Linked DNA regions of Sus scrofa: regions 1, 3 and 4 are each linked to region 2. A link is a contact called in public Hi-C and promoter capture Hi-C data. All regions are on one chromosome and are shown on one strand. The core of a region is the stretch at or near the end of the contact, and the rest is flanking DNA. Distances in the headings are between cores, read along the strand shown.

Region 1 (6,134 bases), core at 879-3,378, 130 kb before region 2:
TCCCATTGTGGCTCAGTGGAAACAAATCCGACTAGGAACCATGAGGTTTCGGGTTTGATCTCTGGCCTCACTCAGTGGGTTAAGGATCTGGTGTTGCTGTGAGCTGTGGTGTATGTTGCAGATGCAACTCGGATCCCGTGTGGCTGTGGCAAGGCCAGCAGCTACAGCTCGATCGGACCCCTAGCCTGGGAATCTCCATAAGCCACAGGGTGCAGCCCTAAAAAGACCAAAAAAAAGGTAAGAATTTTAAGGATTTTGTTTACTAATGGGTTGTTAGATTGGTTGTTTTTATGACTTTATGAAAAAAATCATTTGTTTAAATCTAAACATAAGAAGTTGCAGTGAAAAGGGCCAGCTTTTAAACATATTCATCAACAAAGCTTGAATAAGCATCTACAAAGAGCCAGGTTATGCTCCAGGCACAGGACATTGGAAAGGAAGAAGATTAAGTCTCAGGAGTTTATATACTGTAACGGGGTGGGATGGGAGGAGCACAGGGGTTTAGGAGAGTTGGGTTCCAGACCCAGTTCTGGCATATTACTAGCCATACAAGTGTGAGCAAGTCATTTAACCTTTGAGCTTCAGCTCTTTAATCTGTAAAATAGGTCTAAGATCTGTGTTTTGCCAACCTCACAATGTAATCACAAGGATCAAATAAAAATGTGTATGCTAGCTCTTTGAAAACGGTACGCAAACGTAAAAGTTACCATGATGATGAATCAGTCTTCAGAACTTAAAACAGTCCTGTTTTCCACAGTATAAGGAACTGCCCTGTGAAACAATACAACTGAGACTGTCATTAAAAATGACCTTGAACTCTCTGATGGATCAGAGTTTTTTTTTAAATCCAAAGACAATCTCCCCCAACCTTTTCTATTCTTTATCTCTACCTAGAGCCAAGTTCACCAACAAAATAGTTTCTAGCACCAATCCTGTTGACATATAGTATTTCATTCATATAAAATGCAATTCTTGGGGTCCTTAAGATTTGGACAGAATTCCTGCCAAGTCCCCAGAATCTTCAGCAAAAAATCAGAGCGATTAAGTGACTGATTCATTCCACCAAAAGTGAATATCCTAAAACACATTCTCACTTTTCAACTTATGAAAAACTCACTCTCACACTTTTGAGAATCCAGAAGGAAACATATTCTTCCCCTTTTCTCAAATTACACAATTGGAAATTAGTTTAGATACTTTGGTGCTCATCCAGCTGGTTGGCGGGGGATGAGGAGAAAACAGGAAGTGGGAGATTCTAGTTTAGCTGGACCACATCCAGGTCTTCATAAAGAGCTGCCTATTTTTGTTTCGCCTTGTATGTGAAAATGCTTTCAGCAAGAGCACTAATCTTGAACTTGTGGAAATATCTAGGCTATGGTTAACACCATCTGTCTCTGTAGTAGGTAAAGTCAGGTAGCTGGGGCTCAGGCCTTCAGCTTTCATTAACTGGAATTATTTCAAGTTCATGCTATTGGCTCACCTTTGCCTGGCACAAAGCTTTTCCTGTCGATTTTTCTGGGATATCAAAAATCTCTTTAATAAGGCTGACCTGGGAAGCTGAGCTTTGATTACTGTCTCCAAATGAGGCCTGTACAAGCTATCCTAGTTAAAACGTGTCACCTGAAAACTGCATGTTCAATAAAAAGATAAAACGGTGCCTTTCCACCGGAGGTCCCTGACCAAGGAGACTTCTTTATGAGTTTCCCCAAAAGTGGGGTGAGGAGGAATGAAGAGACTGTGTGGGTAGTGTCATTTTTTTTTTTTTCCTTGCAGACTTCCTCCTAGTGGTCCAGTTATCATTTCCTATCACTCCATGTCCCCCAGGCAGTGTCACCACCCCCTAAGGACTCTCTTTCCTTTTCTTTGCTTAGGCCTTCTTTGTGCTGGGGAGTCTTGGCGTCCTCCAGCAGAACCCAGGCGTTCTGAACCATGGACCCTTCAACCCTCCGGTGGTATCCGCCTCCTCGGCCCCCTCAAACGGCTCTCCCATCCGGTCACTGAAAAGATCAGCTGCCCCAGACATGGAAAAAGTCGCCCCTCTTCTTTGCAGGACTCCCTCCTTGAACTTCCCCAAGCACCCTCAGGGCGACGTGACACCACCCTAGGCAACCGCAGCTTCTTCCTTACCAGCTTTCCGCCCCCGGGGGGCGCCTGCCGGAGACCAGCGTAGGGACAGTTCACTGCCAGCTCTGCTGCTATCCCTACGGGATAAATCTAACATGGCGGAGAGAGACAGGGCCTAGTCCCCTGTTGCTCTGAGTGTCCAACAAGATGATTGGTTCTTGCCATTTGTCCCTCAAAACCACCACCCGATTGATTGGTCGAAGATGCGCTGGCGGGGGCGGGGCAGGAGCGCCCTGATCCTCACAACAATAACAAACACTGGGGCAAAGGGGCGGAACTACCAGTGCGCAGCCGTGGGCCGGAGCCTGGACACTGGCGGATTTCCTTTTCCCAGGTAAAAGCTGCGCCCGAAGTGTTCCCTTAGGTCACCGACCTTATAAGATGACTTGCTGGAGACTCGCGGGGCTGGATGGGAATTGTAGTCTTCCTAGGACTTGTAGGTTCTTTAGCCTATTCTCCGCTCTCAAGATAGCAAAACACAACGTTCCAATCCATATCTGTTGAGTGCATAAGCGCAGCAGAGCTCTTCAATTTATCAACTGGGTTGTCGTCAGAAGCCTGCCCGCTTCCTCTGTCGGAAGCTCCTCTCCTTAAGACTACAGTTTCCTAGGAACTCTGTGGCCAAGACCTTTCGATGCGCAATGCATGCTGGAAATGGTAGTTTTTTCCCTCCACAATTATTTACCTAAACTGGAGACGTCCATTGTGGAGGAAAGAGTGAGGGTACCGGCCTCTTCCTGTGACTGTTTTAAGCACTTACTCTCGCTTGTTTTCCATACTCACGCAGTGGTTCCGACTCTAGTACAGCAATCATTGTGACGTAATAAGTCGCAACTCCAAGCCTAGAGGTGAGGGGGTGGACGCCTACTGGAAAACTCCGGGAGAATTCGTTGTCTTCCGTCCCTTTCTAATTACGCAACGCGGGGAAAGAATGGATGACCAATCGGGAGCCCCGAGGGACTCGGCTCTTTCAGCTCCGCCCTTCCGTAACCTGTTTAGTTCTCGCATTCTGAAAGGCTCACGCTCCGCGATGGCGTTTCCGTGGCAACAGGAAAGCGCGGGAATTACAGATTAATTGAAACTGCGACTGCGCGGCTTGTGTTTTCAAGACCGAGGACGGTCGGGGGGCTTTTCAGAGAATTGGGCCTCTAGGCCCGGGAATCCCGGGCGCTTTGCCCTGAGTAAAGGTGAGAGAGCCCTGGGGAAGGGAGAGGAGTTTCTGGGGACAGGCGAATAAACAGGTATGGAGAGAGCTGCCGAGCAAGATGGGTGTTATCTGGCAAGGGGCAGGCGGAAGATGGAATCTGAGAAGCCTAAAACGTTGAGTCTGGGGAAATGAAGAGGAGGGGGGAACTTTGTGGGTCGCAGGATCGGGGGGGTGCGCTGAGGATAAGGGAGGGGCAGGGTGTGTTCGAGGGGGGATCTTGGTAGGAACTGGAATGGGTCTTAATGGGGACACCATGGTATAAGTAGACTGTGGGAGAAGGGGATCCTAAGGAAAAAAAGGGGGGCAGTAATTTGGGAAGAGGAGGAGACAGGATTTTATGAGAAGGAGAGCCCTTAAGAACTGGATTCATATGCGTTTCTGAGGAGGAACAAGAAGGAAGTGGAGGGGCGAGCTTCCCTAGGCACAGACGCTGCTGGAATGGATGTGCCTGAAGACGATCTTGAGATGAGTGCAGGCCAGTGGGAAACACTAGGGAAGGGGTGGGGAGCGTTGATTTTGATTTTAAGAGAGAAAAAAGAAAACATTCAGGATGATTGAAGAAGTAGGAGGCTATCACCACTCACCTCCCGGCCCCCCCCCACCCCCCGTGGCTTTCCTTTTCTTGGAGAAAGGAAAAACCGAAACTAAGTGGTTGGAGGCTAGATGTGAAAAAATGGTGAATTTAAATACTCTTATTTACAAAAAAGACAACTTAGAATTTTTTAAAGTAAGGCTTTAGTCATTATTTCAGTGGTTGGCCAGATTTTAAAGCATTCCAATCTTTATTTTTTTAATCACTGATGAACATAGATATGAATGTTGTTTTTTTATTATTTTTTAAATGACTTTTATTTTTTTTCCATTGTATATAGCTGTTTTACAGTGTTCTGTCAATTTTCTACTGTACAGCAAGGTGATCCAGTCACACATACATATATACATTCTTCTTTCTCACATTATCATGCTCCATCATAAGTGACTAGATATAGTTCCCAGTGCTAAACAGCAAGATATTCTTTTAAAATGATTTATTTAATTCATTGGAACAGGAAGAAATGGATTTATCTGTGGATCACATTGAAGAAGTACAAAATGTCCTTAATGCTATGCAGAAAATCTTAGAGTGTCCAATCTGGTAAGTTGAGAGGTTTTTTTTTATTTTTTGTTATCATATATTTTTTTGGCCAATCCCACAGCATGTGGAGGTTTTTTGGCCAAGGATCGAACCTGGACCACAGCAGTGAGCTGCTGTGGTGACAACACTATATCCTTAACCTGCTGTGCCACAAGGGAACTCCAGTCAAGAGTTTATTAATTTGAGGAGTTCCCGTCGTGGCTCAGTGGTTAATGAACCCGACTAGTATCCACTGAGGACACGCGTTCAATCCCTGGCCTTGCTCAGTGGGTTAAGGATCTGGTGTTGCCATGAGCTGTGGTGTAGGTCGCAGAAGCTGTAGCTCTGGGGTAGGTTGGCGGCTGCAGCTCCAATTAGACCCCTAGCCTGGGAACCTCCATATGCCACGGGTGTGGCCCTAGAAGAGACAAAAAGACCAAAAAAAAAAGAGTTTAATTTGAGATCTTCCTTATATAGTTATATCCTATGCAAATGATGAGAATTGACCTAAGATAGTAAGGAGAAAAAATTATAATGTCTTTTAAGATTGAGCTATTAAAGTTACTGCTTTTCTTAATTGAAGAGCTTTAGGAATATGGGAAATTACTCCTTTTTCTCCACTAGGGCTCTCCTCTTCACTCTCTGTTGCCTCAATACACACAGTCCCCTGTCTTGAATGTTCACAGTCTGTCTCAATTGGTTCTACATTGGGGCAGGGTTTTCCTTAAGCGGCATTTGGGCTTTTCCAGCTCTACAACCAGCTTAATCAACTAGAATGGACCTAGTTAATAATGGCAAAATAAAATCACAAATAATTGGTGTCAGTGAGCAGGTAGGTCTTTGAGAGAACCTTTGGCTAAAACTAGCACTGAGTATGTATGTGTGTATATATATGTATATATACATATACCGTATATCTATATATATGCCATGCCCACAGCATGTAGAAGTTAGTTCTTGGGCCAGGGATTGAACAATGCCAGATCTTTAATCTGCTGTGACACAAGGGAATTCCCTAGACCTGTTTGTTTGTTTATTTTTGCTTTTTAGGGCCGCAGGTGCAGCATATAGAAGTTCCCAGGCTAGGGGTTGAATGGGAGCTGCAGCTGCTGGCCTATGCCACAGCCACAGCAACACTGCGTCCAAGACCTACACCACAGCTCATGGCAATGCTAGATCCCTAACCCACTGAGCAAGACCAGGGATTAAACCCCATCCTTATGGACACCAGTTGGGTTTGTCACTGCTGAGCTATAACAGGAACTCCATGTATATTTAAATAAGAACACTGCAAGTCCGTAAAGCCTTTAGCAGGTTTCTCTGACCTCCTCTGTTTGTCTATTTATTTATTTTAAGTTTTTTTATTTTTTCGGAGTTCACTTGTGTTAAGGATCCAGCATTGTCACTGCAGTGGCTTGGGTTGCTGCTGTGGCATGGAATTTGATCCCTGGCCCAGGATCTCACACATACCATGAGCCCAGCCAAAAAATGATTTTTAAAAAAATTTTTTATACAATTTTTAAAGGTTATTTCCATTTTAAGTTATTACAAAACAATGGTTATATTTCCCATGTTGTATAATACATCCTTGTAGCCTAACTTACACCTAATAGTTTGTATTTCCCACCCCCCTACCCCTATATTTCCCCTCCCTGCTCTTAGACTTTTTGAGTAAGGCTTTGTTTTTCT
Region 2 (6,599 bases), core at 1,251-3,750:
TTGAACTCATGGTAAAGTACTGAGGTTTGTTAAATTAAACAAGCAGAATTTGTACTCTTTCAATAGGCGTAAACACTGTTAACAGTTTCTTCAATAAATTTACATATGTTTATCTATATCTTGATGTGTATCTCTACATATTATACCCATTATAAATTCTATACCTATATATCATAATTATAGATAAAATATACGGAGTTTCTGTCATGGCGCAGTGGTTAACGAATCCGACTAGGAACCATGAGGTTGTGGGTTCGGTCCCTGCCCTTGCTCACTGGGTTAACGATCTGGCATTGCCATGAGCTGTAGTGTAGGTTGCAGACATGGCTTGGATCCTGCGTTGCTGTGGCTCTGGCGTAGGCTGGTGGCTACGGCTCTGATTAGACCCCCAGCCTGGGAACCTCCATATGCCGCGGAAGCGGCCCAAGAAATAGCAAAAAAAAAAAAAAAAAAAAAAAAAAAAAGATAAAATATAGACTATATATGGAACATAAACACCTAGAGGATCATGTATTGTTTATATGCCATATAATATAAAGATTTTACACATACACAGGCAAATGTAATGTGTGTGTATACAATGGGAATCAGGCTATACATTTTGCACCTTGCTTTTTTTCACTTAATATGTATTGGTGCTCTTTCCAAATCAGTCTTTATAGATCTAACTCTTCTTCATGGCTACATGGTATTTAATTGAATATATTTTCCATAATTTAACAGGCTCTTTATCTAGGGATATTTAGGTTGTTGTTAGTCTTTTCCAACCTTTTGTTTTTTAGTGCCGCAACTGTGGCATATGGAAGTTCCCAGGCTAGGGAATCTAGTTGGAGCTGCAGCTGCTGGCCTACACCACAGCTCATGGCAAGGCCAGATCCCTAACCCACTGACTGAGGCCAGGGATTGAGTCCGCATCCTCACGGATACTAGACAGATTCGTCTCTGCTTCGCTTCAACAGGAACTCCAGTCTTTTTCAATTTTTAAGCAATGCTGCAAGGAGCAGATTGAAAAGTATGTCCTTACATATTTGGCAAGGATATCTGTAGGGTAAATTTCTAGAAGTGGAATTGCTATCACCCTCATATCAACATACCCACAATTCTGAAAACCAAAAACTCTAAATACCAACTTAAAAAAATTAACACCAAAACTCATCTGGCAGGAAAACAAGACCTAAAATGATGTGGAGCTATTTATAGCCTTTGTTTATTCCAGCATAAACATTAATGCGTTTGAATATAAGTGGGTTGCTCCAGAGTGCCAAATGAAACACATTATGTAACACATGGGTATGCTCTGCATTACTGTCTAAAGTCCGAAAAACCTTAAATTCTGAAACATGGAGACTTGAAGATTTTTATTAGTTGATTTAAAGGAGCAGAAAGTTGCAGTTCCCATCGTGGCTCTTTGCTTAACATATACGGTAGGAACCATGAGGTTGTAGGTTCCATCCCTGGCCCTGCTCAGTGGGCCAAGGATCCAGCGTTGCCGTGAGCTGTGGTGTGGGTTGCAGACACGGCTGGGATCCCCAGTTGTTGTGGCTGTGGTGAAGGCCTGCAGCTACAGCTCCGATTCGACCCCTAGCCTCGGAACCTCCATATGCCGCAGGAGCGGCCCAAGAAATGGCAAATAAATAAATAAAAGAGCAGAAAGTTAATTTGAACTTTTTTTTTTTTTTGTCTTTTGTTGTTGTTGTTGCTATTTCTTGGGCCCCTCCCGCGGCATATGGAGGTTCCCAGGCTAGGGGTTGAATGGGAGCTGTAGCCACCGGCCTACGCCAGAGCCACAGCAACGCGGGATCCGAGCTGCGTCTGCAACCTACACCACAGCTCATGGCAACGCCGGATCGTTAACCCACTGAGCAAGAGCAGGGACCGAACCGGCAACCTCATGGTTCCTAGTCGGATTCGTTAACCACTGCGCCACGACGGGAACTCCTAATTTGAACTTTTAATCTCTTTAACGTTGTAAGGCGCTGATTGCAGTTTGACTCCTGTTAACCTTTTTATGCTGTACAATGCGGGAGCACCTGTCACATGTGGTTATTGAGTACTTGAAATGTCCCTAGTCTGCACTGAGATGTACTGTAGATGTAAAATACACACCAGGTTTCGAATTTTTTTTTTTAATGGAGAAAAAAAAAGCCCTCATTTATTTAAAAAGACTTATCATCAGACGAAATAACATTCTGGATAGGTCGATTTAAATTTAAAAAAATTAACATATGTGGCTCGCATTACTTTCCACTGGGCAGCGCTGCCGTGCACCCAAGCCGGTACCAATTCCCACGTCTACCAGCTGGGCTTCTGCGGGGCGGAATTACGTACATTCCTGGGGCCCAAAGTGGCTAAATTAAGTGCTTTGGCAAGTTAGACCGCACTTGTATTTCTTCTTGTTTTCTGGTTCTTTTCAAAGCCTTAAAATTGTTGCTATTTTAATAACCCAGAACACCGACACGTCGCGTTTTCAGTAAGTTTGTCCTAATCGCACACCGTTTTTCCATGTCCTTTTGCGTCTGCGCAGAGACACTCCCGGAATAAAGATTGTCCCGCTTCGCTCTCCGTCCTCGCCAGGCGGCTCCTGTGTGTGCTGATCCCGCCGTTCTAAGAGACTGCACCGATGGCGTTCAGGTGTCAGCGGGACAGCTACGCCAGGGAGGTGCGGCCGGCGGGGCGAGGGAGCTGAGCGGACCGGGCGGTGCAGGCAGGAGGGCGCCACGAGGAGGGAACGCCAAGCTGGGATCAGTCCGGTCGGGACTTACTTTTTCTTCCTTCTTTTCCCAGTTCACCACCACCGTGGTTTCCTGCAGTCCCGCAGAGCTGCAGATCGAAGGAAGCAACGGCAAGAAGGAAGTACTGAGCGGTTTCCAAGTGGTGCTGGAAGACACGCTGCTTTTCCCCGAGGGCGGGGGACAGGTAGCAGACCCGACCCTCCCCCTCCTCTTCCCGCCTCTTGCCTCCCTGGAAGCCAGTAATTCCTTTCTGCTCAGCAGGAAGATGATCTGTTTCTGTGTCCCAGATACAATGAATACAAATGGAAGTTAATTCATTTCAGTTCATTTGTTCATTCAACGGGTTATTTATCAACAAATACATAGGTGTTCAGCGTAAAGAGGACAGGGACAGTCTCCTCATGAAGCAAAAGTACCACTTCACTTGGCCTTGCTCTTTCTTCTCCCCTAGGGAATCTCAAGTTCTGGGTGTGTTTCTCGCATACTCTCCCTAGAGGGTCTTTGTATTCGGGAGTTAAGGTGATCCCTACCTGCTACTACTGATTATCTTTACTTCTTTTCCCCAGCCTGATGACCATGGTACAATCAATGACATCTCTGTGCTGAGAGTGACCCGCCGCGGCGCCCAGGCTGATCATTTCACCCAGACACCCCTGACCCCTGGGACCGAGGTCCAGGTCCGAGTGGACTGGGAGCGGAGGTTTGACCACATGCAGCAGCATTCAGGTAGGTGTGTGGGATGATAGGTGGTTTGGGTTCTCTAGAAGTTAACCTTTTGGAAGGAACAGACGTACTCAGAATCAACTCCAATTCAGGCAGGATGTGATAAGTGCCGTAAAAGCAAAATGAACAGTTGAAGGAAAAATATTAGCATAACGGTTGAATTTGAGTATCACCAGCCATGAGGACGCAGGTTCGATCCCTGGCCTCGCTCAGTGGTCTGAGGATCTGATGTTGCCGTGAGCTGTGGTGTAGGTTGCGGGTGCAGTTTGCATCTGGCGTTGCTGTGGCCAAGGGAGGGGCTCTGATTTGACCCCTAACCTGGGAACCTCCATATGCCTCAGGTGTGGCCCTGAAAAAAAAAAAAAAAAAAAAGGAGCATTACTCACTGTCCTGTACTGCAGGTCTTCAAGGGAAGAAATTCTGTGATGACATTTATGCTGGGATTGTGTGGCTGCCTGGGCTTTTTACTCTTCTCTTGTCTCCTGCTTTCTCTGCTTAGGGCAGCATCTTATCACTGCGGTTGCTGATCATCTTTTTGGGCTGAAGACAACTTCATGGTGAGCAGGAGGCATAAAACTGTCAGCCTTGGGTGCCTGACTGCCAGCTCCTTTCCCAGTAGCACGTCAGGGGTAGGAGGATAAAAATCTGTTGTGCTCTCCTTTTCCCTTGACGATGGGTGGCAGGTGACCTTGTGTTTCTCAGGGGAAACATAAGGATGGAAGAAGAGACATCTGCCTTTGCTTAGGAAAGAGCATGGAACCTACAGCCCAGTGACCTAGGGGATGAACCCCGGCTCTGTGACCTTGATCAGGTTCCTCAACATGACCCCTCACATGTAAAATGGAAATGGTAGCCCCTACTTTGTGATGTTTTTGTGAGAATTAAATAATAGCATTTATAGAATTCCCTTGTGGCACAGCAGGTTAAAGATCCAGCACTGTCACTGCAGCGGCCTATTGTGGTCCCTGCTGTGGCTCCTGTTCCATCTCTGGCCGGGGAATTTCCACATGCCACAGGCACGGACAAAAATAGAACAGAGCATTTACATGAAGGTGCTTTGTAAACTGTAAACTTCTCTTGTTATTGTCATTGCTTTCTTTTTTTTTTTTGTCTTTTTGCCATTTCTCGGGCCGCTCCTGCGGCATATGGTGGTTCCCAGGCTAGGGGTTGAATGGGAGCTGTAGCCACCGGCCTACGCCAGAGCCACAGCAACTCGGGATCCGAGCTGCATCTGCAACCCACACCACAGCTCACAGCAACGCCGGATCCTTAACCCACTGAGCAAGGCCAGGGATCGAACCCTCAACCTCATGGTTCCTAGTCGGATTCGTTAACCACTGCGCCACGACGGGGAACCCTCTATCGTTGCTTTCATCAGCATCCTGTTACCACTCTCCTCCTTCTGGCAGGGAGTTGGGGCGACTCCGGAGTGTGATCGAGCTGGACAGCCCCTCTGTGACTGCGGAGCAGGTAGCTGCCATTGAGCAGAGTGTCAATGAAAAAATCAGAGATCGGCTGCCAGTGAATGTGCGAGAACTGAGCCTGGATGACCCCGAGGTGGAGCAGGTGAGGAGAAGGATGGTGGGATGGCTTCTCTAGAGTGGTCTTCCCTGGGCTCCTCACCAGAATTCGGACAGCCCTCCTCCCTTCCTTGTATTCCAGGTGAGGGCCCGGGGTTTGCCGGATGATCACGCTGGGCCTATTCGAGTCGTTACCATCAAGGGCGTTGATTCTAACATGTGCTGTGGGACCCACGTGAGCAATCTCAGTGACCTTCAGGTAGGGAGGAGGGGCTTTTGAGCGGGAGGGAGAGAGGGTGTTGAGAGTGGGGGATCGTGACAGGGCTGGGAGCGATAGAGGGGGACGCCTGAGGGGTCCCAGATGAAATCACTCCTTTATTGCTTCTGAGCCTGGGGGGAGGTTCTCTCGCCTACCCTCAGGTCCAGCACCACTGCAGTTTACATGTGTGTGTGTGTGTGTGTGTGTATTGGTGTGTTATCTCCTTGCTTCATGTAGGTCATTAAAATTCTGGGCACTGAGAAGGGGAAAAAGAACAAAACCAACCTGACCTTTCTGGCTGGGAACCGGGTGCTGAAGTGGATGGAGAGGAGTCACAGCACCGAGAGAGCGCTGACGGCCCTGCTGAAGTACGCCCCCTGCCACTGCCCCCTGCTCTCAGCCCCTGGGCAGCCCGGAGCTTAGCCAGAGCTTAGCCTTCCCTCTGGTACAACAGACAGAGTAATCTCTTCTCTCTGCGGGGGAGGATGCCATCGTGAGTGACACAGTGCTTTGGATCATCAGTCAGAGGCACACAAAACGGTTTTTTCCTTTATATCCTCTCCCCCGACCTCCTGAGGTTTCCTTGCAGTGTCCCCAGGTCCCCATCGGGATGGACACAGACCGTAAAGAAGAGCACTGTTGATTTATGCCTGATGCCAAAAGCAGCTGGAAGTCCGGGTGGGCCTCCAAGAACCTTTCTCTTGCAGGTGTGCAGCAGAGGATCACGTGGAAGCAGTGAAGAAGCTGCAGGCCTCCAGCAAGCTCCTGCAGAAGGTGACTTATGCCTGGAGGCTCTGCCTGGAACTGGCCCCTCCGACAAGGCGCCTCGCCTCCGCCTGGCCGGATGTGTGGGGTCAGAGGGCAGTGGGCGGGGGAGGCGGGACAGTGCGCCCTCTGGTTCCCCTTTCCCCGCCTGTCAACTGAGTCATGGCCTCTGTTTCAGAACAACCTGAACCTGCTCAGAGACCTGGCTGTGCACATCGCTCTCAGCCTCAGGAACAGCCCAGACTGGGGAGGCGTGGTCACGTTACACCGGTGAGAGAGGGGCCCAGGGTGCTGGCCTGGGGCTCAGCCCCTCCCCTGTACGCAGCGCATAGTGGGGGGTGGGTCACCCCTGGTGTCCTCAGACATGTTACATTCCAGGGTTTCTGGGTTTAATAGAAACACCTTCACTGTAACACTGGAACTTGCCTTAGCAAGTTCCCTCATCTCCTTCACCACCTACCAGGGCTCCACTGCCCCGGGTGAATCCTGTCTGAGGGAGAGGAAACGGATGCAGAGCTTGTTATCGAGTGCCGAGGCTGAGAAGGACTGGCCCTCAGCCCGCGCTCTTTCTCTGCTGAGGGAGCCTAGGACTTGGCACAA
Region 3 (6,423 bases), core at 2,435-4,934, 240 kb after region 2:
GGGAGGCTTGTGGTGGAGGCATGTCTCATAAGGTCTCTCTTCTCATTTTGGCCTCCCCAGGTTTCCTGGGGCCCCTACTCCGGGGACTATGAAGAGGCATATTCTGCTGAACCGTTGCCAGAGCTCTGCCACAAGGCTGATGTCCAGGCCTTCAGTCGGGCCTTCCAACCCAGTGTCTCTTTGACCGTGGCTGCTCTGGGTCTGGCGGGCAATGGCCTGGTCCTGGCCACCCATCTGGCGGCCCGTCGCGCTGCCCGCTCGCCTACCTCCGCCCACCTGCTCCAGCTGGCCCTGGCCGACCTCCTGCTGGCTCTGACTCTGCCCTTTGCTGCAGCCGGGGCTCTGCAGGGCTGGAGTCTGGGAAGTGTCACCTGCCGCGCCATTTCGGGCCTCTACTCGGCCTCCTTCCACGCCGGCTTCCTCTTCCTGGCCTGTATCAGCGCCGACCGCTACGTGGCCATCGCGCGAGCCCTCCCAGCTGGACCGAGACCCTCCGCGCCGGGCCGCGCACACTTGGTCTCCGTCGTCGTGTGGCTGTTATCGCTGCTCCTGGCGCTGCCTGCTCTCCTTTTCAGCCAGGACGGCCAGCGGGAAGGCCAGCGGCGCTGCCGTCTCATCTTCCCCGAGGGCCTCACGCAGACGGTGAAGGGGGCGAGCGCCGTAGCGCAGGTGGTCCTGGGCTTCGCGCTGCCGCTGGGCGTCATGGCGGCCTGCTACGCGCTCCTGGGCCGCACGCTGCTGGCCACCAGGGGGCCGGAGCGCCGGCGCGCGCTGCGCGTCGTGGTGGCCCTGGTGGCGGCGTTTGTGATACTGCAGCTGCCCTACAGTCTCGCCCTGCTGTTGGATACTGCTGACCTACTGGCGGCCCGCGAGCGGAGCTGTCCTGCCAGCAAGCGCAAGGATCTGGCACTGCTGGTGACCGGAGGCTTGGCCCTCGCCCGCTGCGGCCTCAACCCAGTGCTCTACGCTTTTCTGGGCCTGCGCTTCCGCCAGGACCTGCGGAGGCTGCTTCGGAGTGGGGGCTGCAGTCCAGGGCCTCACCCCCGCGGCCGCTGCCCCCGCCGGCCCCGCCTTTCTTCCTGTTCGGCTCCCACTGAGACCAACAGTGTCTCCTTCTGGGATCACTAGAGCTGCGAATCAAGAGAAGGGGGAGGGCTGAGGAAATGATTCCAGGGAGGGTAGTGGGAAAGGGGAATAAGCGGGGGACACGGAGGAAGAGGTAGGGACCTAAAGGAATTGCTTCTGTTCTTTGGCATATTAAATTTACAACATGGAAATGAGATGCAACCCAACAACTGTTACTATTTTTGAGACACTGGCTTGGAAGTGATTTGTAGCAGGGCAGAGCTGGAGGGTAACTCCCCCTCCCGCCCCCCCTTCCCACTCCGCGGAGCTTGACTCTTGGTGGAAGGTGCTGAGAGCCTGCGTGGGGGTGGGGGGCTGCTGAGCCTGCTAAAGCTCTAGGCACTGACACCCTCTCCACCTTTCCTTGGACTCTGCTAACAGAGGTGAGGTGGGAAAGCTGCCAGGCGAGGAGGGGCGGGGGTTCCTCCCGAAATAGTGTAAGGAAGAGCTTTCTAACAACCACAGAGTGCTATCCAGTAATGGCTGCCTTAGCAAGTACCGAGCTCCCAGCCTCTGGAATGTTCAAGCTGAGGCTGTCGGGGACTGTGTGTGCCTATGCCTGGTGTGGGGGTAGGGACGGCGCCAGGAGATTCCCGTTTTGGGTGTGCTTTTGGATTCAATTACCACTCGACAGTCCCTTCTAAGGTTCTCTGGTGGAGAGAAAAAAAAAAGCAATTTAAGAAGTTGTCGGAGTTTTTCACCTTGGAGAAGATCCAAGAAGAGAATTCCAAGTTGCAAATTTCCAAAGAGTGGCTGTCACGGGCGTGGTGGAGTAGGGGTGACAGCCACTCTCCATCTTCTTTGGGGACGAGGTCAGAGGAAATGCACTGAACCTGCCGGAGAGAGGTTAGACAAGGGAAAAAACTTCCCTTGAAGGCAAGGGCTTGGGATCCAGGTACATGGTTGTGGTGCTAACGTCCCTAGGAAGCCTCAGCACAGGCCACACTCCTCTGGGGCGAGGTCAAGGCAGGGATGGCCTCTAGAGACATTGATTCTTGGTCTTTGTTTTATACAGTCACGACAGGCACGATGGTGTCCGCGTGTGACAAGTCTCCCGGTTTAATATCCGGTCATCAAAGCTGCCCCAACCGCTCCAATCGAGAGTCTGGGGACCCAGGGCAAGACGGGCGGGGCGTGGCGGGGATGTCTCCAGGGAGGCGCTGGCCTGTCGTCCCCGCCCTGTCCCGCCCCGCCCAGCTCGAGCTAGCCTTCCTTCCGTGAGCCTCTGGCGGCTGAGACCAAGAACCACGGCCTCAAGGGACAGGATCTAGGGGAGCACCGGAGATGGCGCCGATCCTCAAAGGGTCCCACACGCCAGCCACTGGGGGCCAACCTGGAACCATCCACCGGAGACCGCGGGAATCGCCGCTGAGTCAGCAATGCACGCGCGCGCCCGCGGTCGCTCTGGCCCCGCCCCGTCCCTGACCCCGCCCCGTCTGCTTAGAGCCTCTGTTAACCCCTTCCTACACAGAACCGCAGGGATAGTCACCCTGAGAGGCCTCCACTTCATTCGAATTCCCTAGAATTCCAAGTCACTCTTCCAACTGGAGTTCCTTGAACTGTGCCTTCTAAATTAGATTTATTTCCGGCCTAGGTCAGAACTTTCCCGGAGTCTCTGCCTCAGCTTCTTCGCCTCAAAAAGAAGATGACTCAGATAGAGGAACAGGACTCCTCCATCCAGGGGCGGAGGGCTACTACCTATAGGGCTGTGCCTGGCACAGGTAGCTAAGGCTCTTTCCTTTCTCAAAGACCGAGACAAGGGTTCAGAGGGCAACAATCGGAGCCTTCCTCTATGCCCTATGGGCCCTTCGTCCTCCAAAGCTCCAGCTCAAGAGCGCTTTTAATTTGTCGATTGGTGAGCCAAGAGTTAAAACAAGAGGCTGAAGGCGGGCTTCCGTGACGTCATTAGCAGTCAGAGTCCGACCTCAGAGATGGGGGCGTGGTTAACAGCTCACAGCCCCCTCCCTCCTTATTCCCATGCCCCTCCCCGCTGTCACCAAGCCAGGAGCACATGATGCAACCCGCCGCGATTTCAGTGGCTTGATTGGTGGCCGCGCCCGGCGCCAGGCACAAGGATTGGACCGTGGAGGCCGTGACGAGAACTGGACCCTGCCCTGTAAAGAAGGGAGGAGAGAAAGAAGAGGGAGGGGGAGCCTGGACGGGAGGGGGGCGGGGAGGCGGGGTCCCAGCGCTGTGCTCGTGCCCCTAGCGCGCCAGTCCCGGGGCTGCAGGGAGCGCAGCGCGCGCGGCCCGGGCCCCGGCCACCGGACGCCCTACCGGACACGACCCTCCCTGGAGCTCGGACAACTGCCCTCCTCGGACACTGCACCGGACACTGCCCCCCACAGGGCTGGACACTACAACGGACACTACTTCCCAGCTCCGGACATTGCTCCCTCCCCCCCGCCCCCCGCCCCCGGGCCCTGGACCCTTTCCTCCCTCCCCCTCCGGGGGCCCAGACACTAAGCCCCCCACAAGCTCTAGTTAGCGACCCCTTGCACCTCAGCGCAAGACAACGCCTCCTCCCAGTCCCCCTCTCCCTTCCCCTCCTCCCGCCTCATCTTTCCCCGGCTGGTGTCGGAGCCCCGCCAGTTTCTCCGACCCCCTGCAGTTCGGCCCCGACTGCCCGCGTCCCCTTCCCCCGGCTGCTCGCCCGGATGCCTCTCCCCGGGGGATTGTGGTGGCTCCTCTGCTGCCGTCGAGGCTTTACTCTTCTGCACCGGGACTACGGGGACGGCGAGCTTAGCGGGGACGGGGACGAAGACGAGGACGAGGAGAGCTTTGAGCTACGGACCCCGAGTCCAGCGGGCGGCGGGAGGGTAAGTCCCGGGGGGTTTGGAGCCTTGTCTCTCCCTCTCACTGCAGCCAGCCGTCACGCCTGATCCTGCCCTACTCCAGCCAAACGCCGTGTTCTTGCCGAGTGGGGACTCGGGAGAGGATTTTTTTGCCTGGGGGCCAGAAGCCCCCAGGAGCTCAAGCAGCAGCCCGCCTTGAGATGTGCCTGTGGGCCTCGCGCTGCACGCTGGGCGCTGTCCACCTGCTGGGGGCCCTGGGGCAGGGGAGGCGTCACGCCTGGCCCGACCTGGCCTGCCTCTCCCTTCCCCGCCGGGCCCGCGTCCCATCCCGTCTCCTTCCGCCTCCGCCAGCGCCGAGGAATGTGGCGAGGCCGGCTGGGCGGCTCGGACGCCTGGGTCCGCTCCGCTCCCAGTTCCTCAGTGCTGGGAGCCAGATGCGGGAGTTCCCGCCGCGGGGACCTGGGCCAGGGGAAGCAGGCATCCTCACGTTGAGGTCTGTGGCAGGGACCCCATGGAGAGGGAGCTGGGGGCCACAACTCTCTGAGGACCCTTCATTATTACTCTGGCACTCAGGACAGAACGCTGGGCCCTCCCTGGTGAGGCTCCTGGGGAATCCCTGAGGGGACAGGTAGGGACATAGGGCTCCCCAGTTTTGTCGTCTCTTCCGGTGGGGAAACCGAGGCTCTATTGGTGCTGAAGGCCATCATCCCCTGATGTCCCCTCTGATGCCCCTGCATGCCAGCAACCAGACGCAGGGCAACCAGACTCGCGGGTGCTGTGGCCTGGGTCAGGCTCCCATCCCCCGCTCAGGGGTCCCCAGCAGGCCCGGTGGCTCGGTGCCCGGTGCCCGGGTGGGGCGGGCTGCGCCGCTGGGGCCGGCGCCAGCACCTGGCGGAGGCGGAGGGCGGATAAATATAGAGGGGAGAGGGAGGGAAGCAGGGGACTGCGATTAGGGGAGTTGGTCTAAGAGAGGGGTCAGCACCTGCCCCGTTGGTCGTGTGGCTGAGAGCCTCACTGAGACCCTCCAGAAAATAAGTGGATCTCCCCCCCAGGGAAGCATAGGACCCAGGCATCCCCAAGCTTCCAGCCTGGGCAGGGCCGGCTTTGTGAAACCCTGCCATTGCTCCCTCATGCTGCACATCCACCACCGCCCCCCTCCCTGGAGCTTGGGGACAGGTGTCCCTGGCCCCCCTCCCTCCTCCCCCTCCTGGCTTTAACTGCCTGGACGCAATGGGACCATGGCACCATTCCCGAGTGACCTGGCTCCTGGATGGGTTTTTGGCCTCTCTTAGACCTCAGTCTTCAGTAGAAGTTCCAGGGCACAGGGGGCAAGTGGGGGGAGGACAAAATTCCAGACTCTACCTCCCATGGAGAGTATCCTCAGCCTGGCCTGAGCCCTAGCAAAAGGGCAGGGTCTTTGCTTACCACTGACTCTCAGAGGTGTCTGTGGGAGGGTTTAAGAAGCTCTTGGAGAAAGCCCTATACTGAAAGGGTCCCTCTTCCCTTCATCCATCTCCATGCCCACCACCACCCTGCCAGCCTGAATGCCCACCTGTCAATGAAGGGAAAAGGAGGAGGAGGGGATGACTTCAAGCCTGCCAGAGCAAGAAAAGGCTTCATCCACCTCTTCTTTTCCAAAAATTGGGAAGCTAAAGCCCAAAGACTCGAGGGGGATTGTCAAAGTTGCACAAGGGGGTTGTGATCAGAGTTAGTAACTGAGTGGGTATTAGAACCCTGGTCTCCTGACTCTCTGCCCAGTGCTCTTTCTATTCTACCCCAACCTTTGATTGCATCTTTAAAGGGTAACAGAGACAAGGCTAGAGTCTTGGCTTCTTAGCTTGGGTTGTTCTGTAGAGGCTGGTGGAAAGGGCGAGCCCAGTGGCTTCAGCTCAGGTCAGTCACAGTCACAGTCACAATCACAGTCATCACCTCAGTCCTTGATTCCTCAATCCCCTGAGCAGCGCTGCCCTGGGGCAGAGGCCACCGGCATCTGGAGAGGTAGGGCTCTGAGCCTAAAGGCTGCCCTGCCTGTTTCCCCAGGGCCCTCTGGATGTGACGCTGACTCAGCCTGTGAGGAGCGGGCCAGTCTCGGACAGGTGAGAACAGCCCTACAACCCATGATCTGGAGACCCTAGCCCATTCCCAAGACCCCTGGCCTTTCCATCTTCCCTCCTGCGGTTGTGCAATAAGGGAGAGGCCTTACGCTGCCGCCGGACGCTGTGGTTTGGCCAGGGTCCCGGGGGGCGGTCCGGCTGGGGGCGCGGGGAGGAAGGGGGGGGCTCTCGGCTATTTCTGGCGCGAGGTCAGAACGGCCTAGAAGTTCCCACAGCCTGGGGGAGGGGTGCCCAGTCCGGGAGCAGGCACCCCTCGCGGTCTGGGGAGCCCTTAGCGAGGAGCCCCCTGGAGGCGGGGTGCAGGATCAGCAGCCTTGCCCAACCCTCCCTCCGCTCTTGCCCAGGCTGCAAAGCTGGGAAGAGACGCGGAGCCTCATCCCAGAGAAGGG
Region 4 (6,108 bases), core at 881-3,380, 140 kb after region 2:
ACTCCACTTTCCCGAACACAAAACCTCTCCCAAGGAACTGTACTAGACCAGCTACTCTTCTCTCCCTCTAGGAACTCATCCTTTGCCACAATTTCAACAGTATCATTATAGAGATAGCTCCCCAAACCTTATCTCTAATTCTGACCTCTCTTCTGACTTACTTTTTAAAAAAATTTGTGCTGTACAGCAAAGTGACCCAGTTATACATATTTTTTCTCATATTATCTTCTATCACATTCCATCACAAGTGATTGGATATCGTTCTTTGTGCTGTACAGCAGGACCTCATTACTTATCCACTCCAAACGCAATAGTTTGCATCTACTAACCCCAAACTCCCATTCCATTCCACTTCTTTCTCCTTCCCCTCAGCAGCAAGTCTGCTGTCCATATCTATGAGTCTGTTTCTGTTCTGTAGATAGGTTCATCTGGGCCATATTTTAGATTCCACATACAAGCAATATCATATGATGTCTTTCTCATTCTGATTTACTTAGTATGAGAATCTCCAGTTCCACTCATGTTGCTGCAAATGGCATTATTTTTTTCTTTTTTATGACTATCTTCTGATTTACTTTTGAAATAATCTGCTAGAAACCTTCCTCTGGATTTTCTATAGGCACCTGAAACTCAGGAGATCCCAAAGCTATTTTCTTTCCCAAATGTCACATTTCCTCTTGTTCTATTTTTTTAATGTATGTGCGTGTTTCTCTTAATGGCACCACTATATTTCTAGGCTCAATCTTTTGGCATAGTAATATTGGCTGTCTTCACTTCTGAAATTCATCCAGTGCAGGACCCTGATTTTACCTCTGAAATATTTTTAGTCTACCTTCCCTTGTCATTTTCTCTGCCCTGTCACAAAAACTACTGACAAAGACTCCACTCCACTTTTCCTACCTCCCATCTCTCCCTACTCCAATCCATCCTTTACATCACAGCCAAAATAATTTTTTCTAAGGGAAAGTTTACAGTTATATCACTCTCCTATAAAAAGACCTTCAATGTCTTCTTGTTTTCCTAATAAGTCAGGTATAAACTCCTCACCTTGGCATTTAAAGTTCCACATGGAATGTTTCCAAACCACTTTTCTGGTCTGAATTTCACCTACTCTTCCACATGCTCTAGCCAACCTGGATAACATGATATCTGCATTCATCCAAAGTGTCCCTGTTTCCATAGCTTGATTCGTATTACCCCGTTAGTAGAAACACAGTCCCTCTCCACCACCTTCGCCAAACAAAATGGATTCCTTCCTTCAAGATCTACTTCAAATGCCACGATGCCTGAAGGACTCCTTTAATTCCTCCTACCCCCACCTCACTCCATCACTCCCTATAAAAGCTAGCTTTATGTGGTATGTCGCTTATCTAACCATACTTGTACCTAGTCAATTGCAGATTTGTCCTACTGTCCTCTAAAGATTACATACATGGTTTGAAAGCAGGGACTAGATCTTTCATCTTTCTATCCCAGGAGGCAGAGAGAATAAGTACTCTATACGTGTTGAAACCAAAGGTAGGGTGCTGGTGAGTCTTGTTCATCACTGTTACCCCAACCACCTGGCATATAGCAGTTGCATTTTAGTAGGTGCCAAAACCAAAACCAAAACCTTATTTGAATGAATAAAGTAGACTAGACTGAATCTCAAGGTCGGTGCCTCAAAGACTGGTGCCCCAGTTACCCATAAACCCAGCTCCCCGGGCTGAGTCCCCACCCACGATCCGGGTCTCCCTGAAGCTGCCCATCCGGCCCGTGGCCTCCTGAACGGCTTGCTCATTCTGCTGGGCCAAGTGGAGCAGAGTGTCTTCGATCGTCTCTGTGGCAACAGCTCCAAACTGAAAGTCACTGAGAGAGGCCAATCTTGGCCTTACAGGTCGGTCCATTTTCAGAACCCTGTTCGGGCACCTGAACGCTCACTGGATCCGTAAACCGACGCCCTTAGCTTCTCTGTAGACTCTTCTGCCGCATCCTGGTTAATTCGTCCCTTTCTGCGCGCTTGTCCTCCCCTCAAGTCTGAGGAAAACCCTGTTCATACCACAGCCTCAAGCTTTCCACAGCCTTTTCTCGCCCCAACGGCCGCGAACCCCTCAGCCAATCGGAAATCACAGTCTCTTCCCGCCTGCCCCGCCCTCCCCCTACTTCCAGGAGCCACACTCCCTTCTCGAAAGGAAATGCGCACTACATCTCCCAGCGCCCCCTGCGGCGGCCGAGGACGGCGATTCCCAGCAAGCACCGCGCCCCGGGAATTGTGAAGGGCGGAGCGGTAACATGGCGGCGCCGGGAGCTGGCAATCCTGTGGATTCTAAGAGTGGAAAGGCCCCCGTGGCTCAGCGCATCGACCCGACTCGGGAGAAACTGACTCCTGAGCAGCTGCAATTCATGCGGCAGGTGCAGCTCGCCCAGTGGCAGAAGACGCTGCCACAGCGGCGGACCCGGAACATCGTGACCGGCCTGGGCATCGGGGCGCTGGTGTTGGCAATTTGTATCCGTTTGGACTGTAGACTCAGGGAGACCGCATTTAGGGGAACAGGAAGGGCAGCAGGGGCGTGTAGGAGGGCAGTGTGGGGGTGGTAGAAGGAGCCCGAGATATGAAAACCTTGGCTCCTTTTAACTCTGAATCAAGCGTTTGGTGTACCTTACGTTGTCATTTTAAAGGTAGTATTTTAGTATAATTGATTAATGATTACGGAGTCGGGTGAGGGCTCCCAGGAGCAGACGGCAGAAGATCGAATTTGGGAGGATGATCAGCAGCGGTGGTTGAGCAAGTGTGGGAAAAGGGAATGCGCACATTCCACGTGGTTTCCTGAACCCACCTCCCCAGATGGTTACACCTTCTACTCGGTGTCCCAGGAGCGTTTCTTGGATGAGCTGGAGGATGAGGCCAAAGCTGCTCGAGCCCGAGCTCTGGAAAGGGCATCAGGACACTGATCCACATGGGCATGGTGCATCTCCAACCTGCTGGAGCCCCTTCACACGATGACTGATGCCCCGTGACTCGGTAGAAGTTGAAGCCTGCTCACAGCGTTGCTGGCCTTCTTACCAGTTTTGAACGATGGTAGAGCCCAAGTAGCCAGGGATTGTGCATTTGGCCATTGTCAAGGGAACGTGCCCACCTCCCAGTGTGTGTGGACACTGACTCCTAATTTGTTTCCTTGTTTGAGGTGTCCGACCTTGACTTTGACTTTTCCCAGTCTTTCTCACTTTGTTGTTTAACCCCTTCTCCTCCCAGGTGCTGGCAGGGAGGTCAGAGTAGAAGAGGTGGGCTCTTATGGGGGTGGGTGTGGCAGCTCTGCAATGTTGGAGCCTAAGGTGGAAGATGGGGTCAGGTTGAGAATAATAAACTGAGTCATCTCTCTGAGTCCAGTGAGTGTGTTGGAGCTGACACTCATGCTGGAAAGCTCTACAGGCAGTAACCACAGCAATGGCATTGCCCCAGGGAGCCGTAAATGTTTAACTAGAATTACTTTTTCCATGAGATCTTTCCACCTGATTTAAGAGAGAGATCATGGTGGGTCACTGGGCTGTTCGAGACTGAACTAGGTCTTGGGGGAAGGAAGGACACTCTTCTGTCCTCTACCCTCAAGAACACACTATTCCAGGAGTTCTCCTGTGGCCCAGTGGGTTAAGGACCCAGCATTGTCACTGCAGCAATTCAGATTGCTGCTGTGGGGTGGGTTCGATCCTGGCCTGGGAACTTCCGCATGCGACAGGTGTTACCAAAAGAAGAAGGGGGGGAGAGAACACACTACTCCAACTTGACCTTTTCCCATGGAGAGAGAGATGAAATATGAGGGACAAGCAGCTTTTGTTCTTTTAACTTCTACTGGGCCTGCTGGTGTAGGACTATGGTGGGGTTTGGATGGAATTGTAGCTTGGTCAGGTGGATTGTTGACCTTGCAGTTTCCACATGGACTGCTGGCAAGAAGCCAGAAGGCTGGGTTCCATCCCTGTCTCCCTGTTGTGAGAGGGGAATTCTAAATTCCTCTGCTAAATTCTCCCCTGCCTTACTCCACAAAGCTTGCACCTAGTTCCTAAGGCCCAATAGATACAAAATCACCAGGTTCTAGGCGCCAGCATTTTTATTGGCTGCTACTAATTCTGGTGTGAGAACACCCCCTCCTCATGCTCAGCTGGGAGTGTGCCCCCTAGAAGCATCTGGGCTCTGGTGGGATTGCTTAGTGGTTGACTCTTGGCTGGGGAAGTGGCAAGGATGAGGATGGTAGGCCGCAGGACTTCTGCCTTCTACACACAGCAGACAGCTCCAACATCTTTGACTCTTATAATAATGGAGTAGCACTCTCCATGCCCCTTGGGCCTCCTACTCCCTCAGTGCCAAGGTCTTCCTTGCAGAGTTGTGTTGGTCAGCAGATTCTGAGAGCACAAGCTCCATGGTGGGCCCTGGTGTGGGTGAGACACATGGCTTCTGTTCAGAAGTCACTGGAGGGAAAAGAAAAAGCACTGAAGAAACCTCCAGGGTGGGAAGAGGGCAAAGCTGCAGCCCATTACCATTCCCTGGGCTCTCCCTCCCTTTGGACCCGCCCTCACCATCCTGCCAACATCCCCGGCGAATGTCACCCCCTTGCTTGCCCGCTGCTCCTGGGAGCCGGTGCTGCTGCCACTCAGGGAGTTCCTTCGCATGATGCCTGGGTGCAGGATGGGGAGGGAGAGCACTGAGTGAGGGAGGGGGCCATGTGGGGAGGGGGGCTAGTCCCCCCAAACCAAGGGGCAGACCCCCAGGGCCTGGAAGAAAAAAACAGATTACTAAGGAGGGAACTTGAGAAAGATGGGAGCTGGGCCACAGCTGTCTCACCAGGGCCCAGGGGCTCAGAGCGCTGCAGGCTGTTGCGCCGGGAGGTGGGAAAGCTGCCCTTGGAGAGGCGGCGCTGGCGGCTGGACAGCATAGCAGCGGGGGCCACAATACCCGGTGGGGGCTGCTTCCCCAGCCTGCTGTACAAGTCCTCAATTTCTTGCTTCTGTAGTGTCTGTAGTGCCTCCACCTCTGACAGGTGCCTGAGGACACACCAGGAGCATGAGAGGCCAGCCAAACACTTCGCTCTCCCAAGTCCACCTCCTGACCTCCGTCCTCCCCGGACTTACTTCTGCCGAAGACTCTGCAGCTCAGCCCAAAATTCCTCATCCTCCCCACTGCTCTCTGATTCTTCACTGCTCAGACATAGGCTGCTATATGAATAGTTCATCCACACTGGGCTGGGGTGGCTCAGGGGTGGAGGGCTGCCCCCAACTCGGGGTTCCTTCCCATCATCCCCTTCCTCTTCGGCTCCAGCCCCCAGGCCCTCAGCTGCGCGGTCACTTTCAGCCAGAGCCTCCCTGGCTTCTGGCCCGCCTCCAGCACTGTCCTCTGTGTCTGAGCTCTCTGAGGTCAGCTGAGGGGTTGGAGGCTTCAGGGAGCCAGATGTCGGTTGCTGCAGAAGAGGCTCGGCTGGTTCCTTGGATGAAGTCACTTGGAAGCGGCCGACAAGCTGGGGCTTTCCCTCTGTAGGGAGACAAGGAGGGAGCCAGGGCAGAAGGGAGAGAAATCAGGGGCAGGATATAAAGTGACTGAGGTTGATTAGCGGGCAGGGGAAGGTCAGTGGTCAGAGGCCTCACCTTCAGAGATAGGCGCCAGTCTGGCTTCACCCAGGAGTGGCCGACCAGGATTTGGAGAGGCCTACAAAGTATGGATCCATGAGTAGAGAAATGATCCAGAATGGAGCCCCCCAATCATCCCTTTTGGTTTCCTACTCACCTCATTCTCCATCTCAGCTGTCAGAGCTGAAGGCCTCTCCTGGCCACAAGGAGCAAGGGGAGTTGGAGCGGGCAGGCTAGGCAGGGGACTAGAAGGGGCTGGAGGAGACTGGGAGAGGAGCCCAGGTGAGGGGGACAACAGGGACTGGGCCACAGTCATCACAGCCAGTGAGAAGGCACTAGCCAGAGAGAGGAGAGGGGCTGCTGTGGTGGAGGGGAGGGGAGAAGCTGAGGGGCAGGGAGGAAAGGAAGAAGGAGCAAGAGTGACCTGGGAACAACTGGGGAGGAGAGAACTCTGTGGAAACTGAGAAGACGGGACTGGAAACTGGGGTGCACTGGCAGAGAATGCAAGTGGAGAGC

The links. Promoter capture Hi-C pulls out the DNA fragments that hold promoters and counts their contacts. Hi-C and Micro-C count contacts between places; a contact is called where the count stands out from the background.
Region 1: a Hi-C map of liver shows a contact between it and region 2, with 2.3 times the contacts expected there. The contact joins the promoter of BRCA1 here to the promoter of AARSD1 in region 2. A contact is called at or near these places in 2 of 47 Hi-C or Micro-C datasets (heart right ventricle and liver) and 2 of 2 datasets of contacts at active chromatin or transcription factors (alveolar macrophages and skeletal muscle).
Region 3: a contact with region 2 is called in a promoter capture Hi-C map of liver, with 3 times the contacts expected there. The contact joins the promoter of PLEKHH3 here to the promoter of AARSD1 in region 2. A contact is called at or near these places in 1 of 5 promoter capture datasets (liver) and 1 of 2 datasets of contacts at active chromatin or transcription factors (alveolar macrophages).
Region 4: a promoter capture Hi-C map of liver shows a contact between it and region 2, with 4 times the contacts expected there. The contact joins the promoter of CNTD1 here to the promoter of AARSD1 in region 2. A contact is called at or near these places in 1 of 5 promoter capture datasets (liver) and 1 of 2 datasets of contacts at active chromatin or transcription factors (alveolar macrophages).

The regions. Positions count from the first base shown.
Region 1 is chr12:19,785,959-19,792,092 of Sscrofa11.1, forward strand. BRCA1 (breast cancer type 1 susceptibility protein) reads left to right here and starts at 2,129. Exons shown (of 24, transcript XM_021066931.1): 1 at 2,129-3,311; 2 at 4,381-4,466. The coding sequence starts at 4,387. NBR1 (next to BRCA1 gene 1 protein) reads right to left here and starts at 3,056. Exons shown (of 21, transcript XM_005656955.3): 1 at 2,128-3,056.
Region 2 is chr12:19,915,735-19,922,333 of Sscrofa11.1, forward strand. AARSD1 (alanyl-tRNA editing protein Aarsd1) reads left to right here and starts at 2,501. Exons shown (of 12, transcript XM_021066968.1): 1 at 2,501-2,659; 2 at 2,785-2,916; 3 at 3,299-3,458; 4 at 3,955-4,012; 5 at 4,865-5,021; 6 at 5,118-5,234; 7 at 5,472-5,602; 8 at 5,942-6,008; 9 at 6,178-6,269. The coding sequence starts at 2,621. It overlaps PTGES3L (putative protein PTGES3L), which reads left to right. Exons shown (of 7, transcript XM_021066969.1): 7 at 1-118.
Region 3 is chr12:20,158,391-20,164,813 of Sscrofa11.1, forward strand. It overlaps PLEKHH3 (pleckstrin homology domain-containing family H member 3), which reads left to right and starts at 3,685. Exons shown (of 14, transcript XM_003358036.4): 1 at 3,685-3,944; 2 at 5,961-6,016; 3 at 6,379-6,423. The coding sequence starts at 3,783. CCR10 (C-C motif chemokine receptor 10) reads left to right here. Exons shown (of 2, transcript NM_001044563.1): 2 at 61-1,128. The coding sequence ends at 1,128.
Region 4 is chr12:20,060,624-20,066,731 of Sscrofa11.1, forward strand. CNTD1 (cyclin N-terminal domain-containing protein 1) reads right to left here and starts at 2,131. Exons shown (of 4, transcript XM_021066977.1): 1 at 1,718-2,131. The coding sequence starts at 1,886. It overlaps LOC100518575 (cytochrome c oxidase assembly factor 3 homolog, mitochondrial), which reads left to right and starts at 2,208. Exons shown (of 2, transcript XM_003131381.4): 1 at 2,208-2,485; 2 at 2,825-3,361. The coding sequence starts at 2,272. The coding sequence ends at 2,931. It overlaps WNK4 (serine/threonine-protein kinase WNK4), which reads right to left. Exons shown (of 22, transcript XM_003358035.5): 17 at 5,750-6,108; 18 at 5,611-5,671; 19 at 5,101-5,497; 20 at 4,814-5,013; 21 at 4,549-4,646; 22 at 4,065-4,440. The coding sequence ends at 4,438.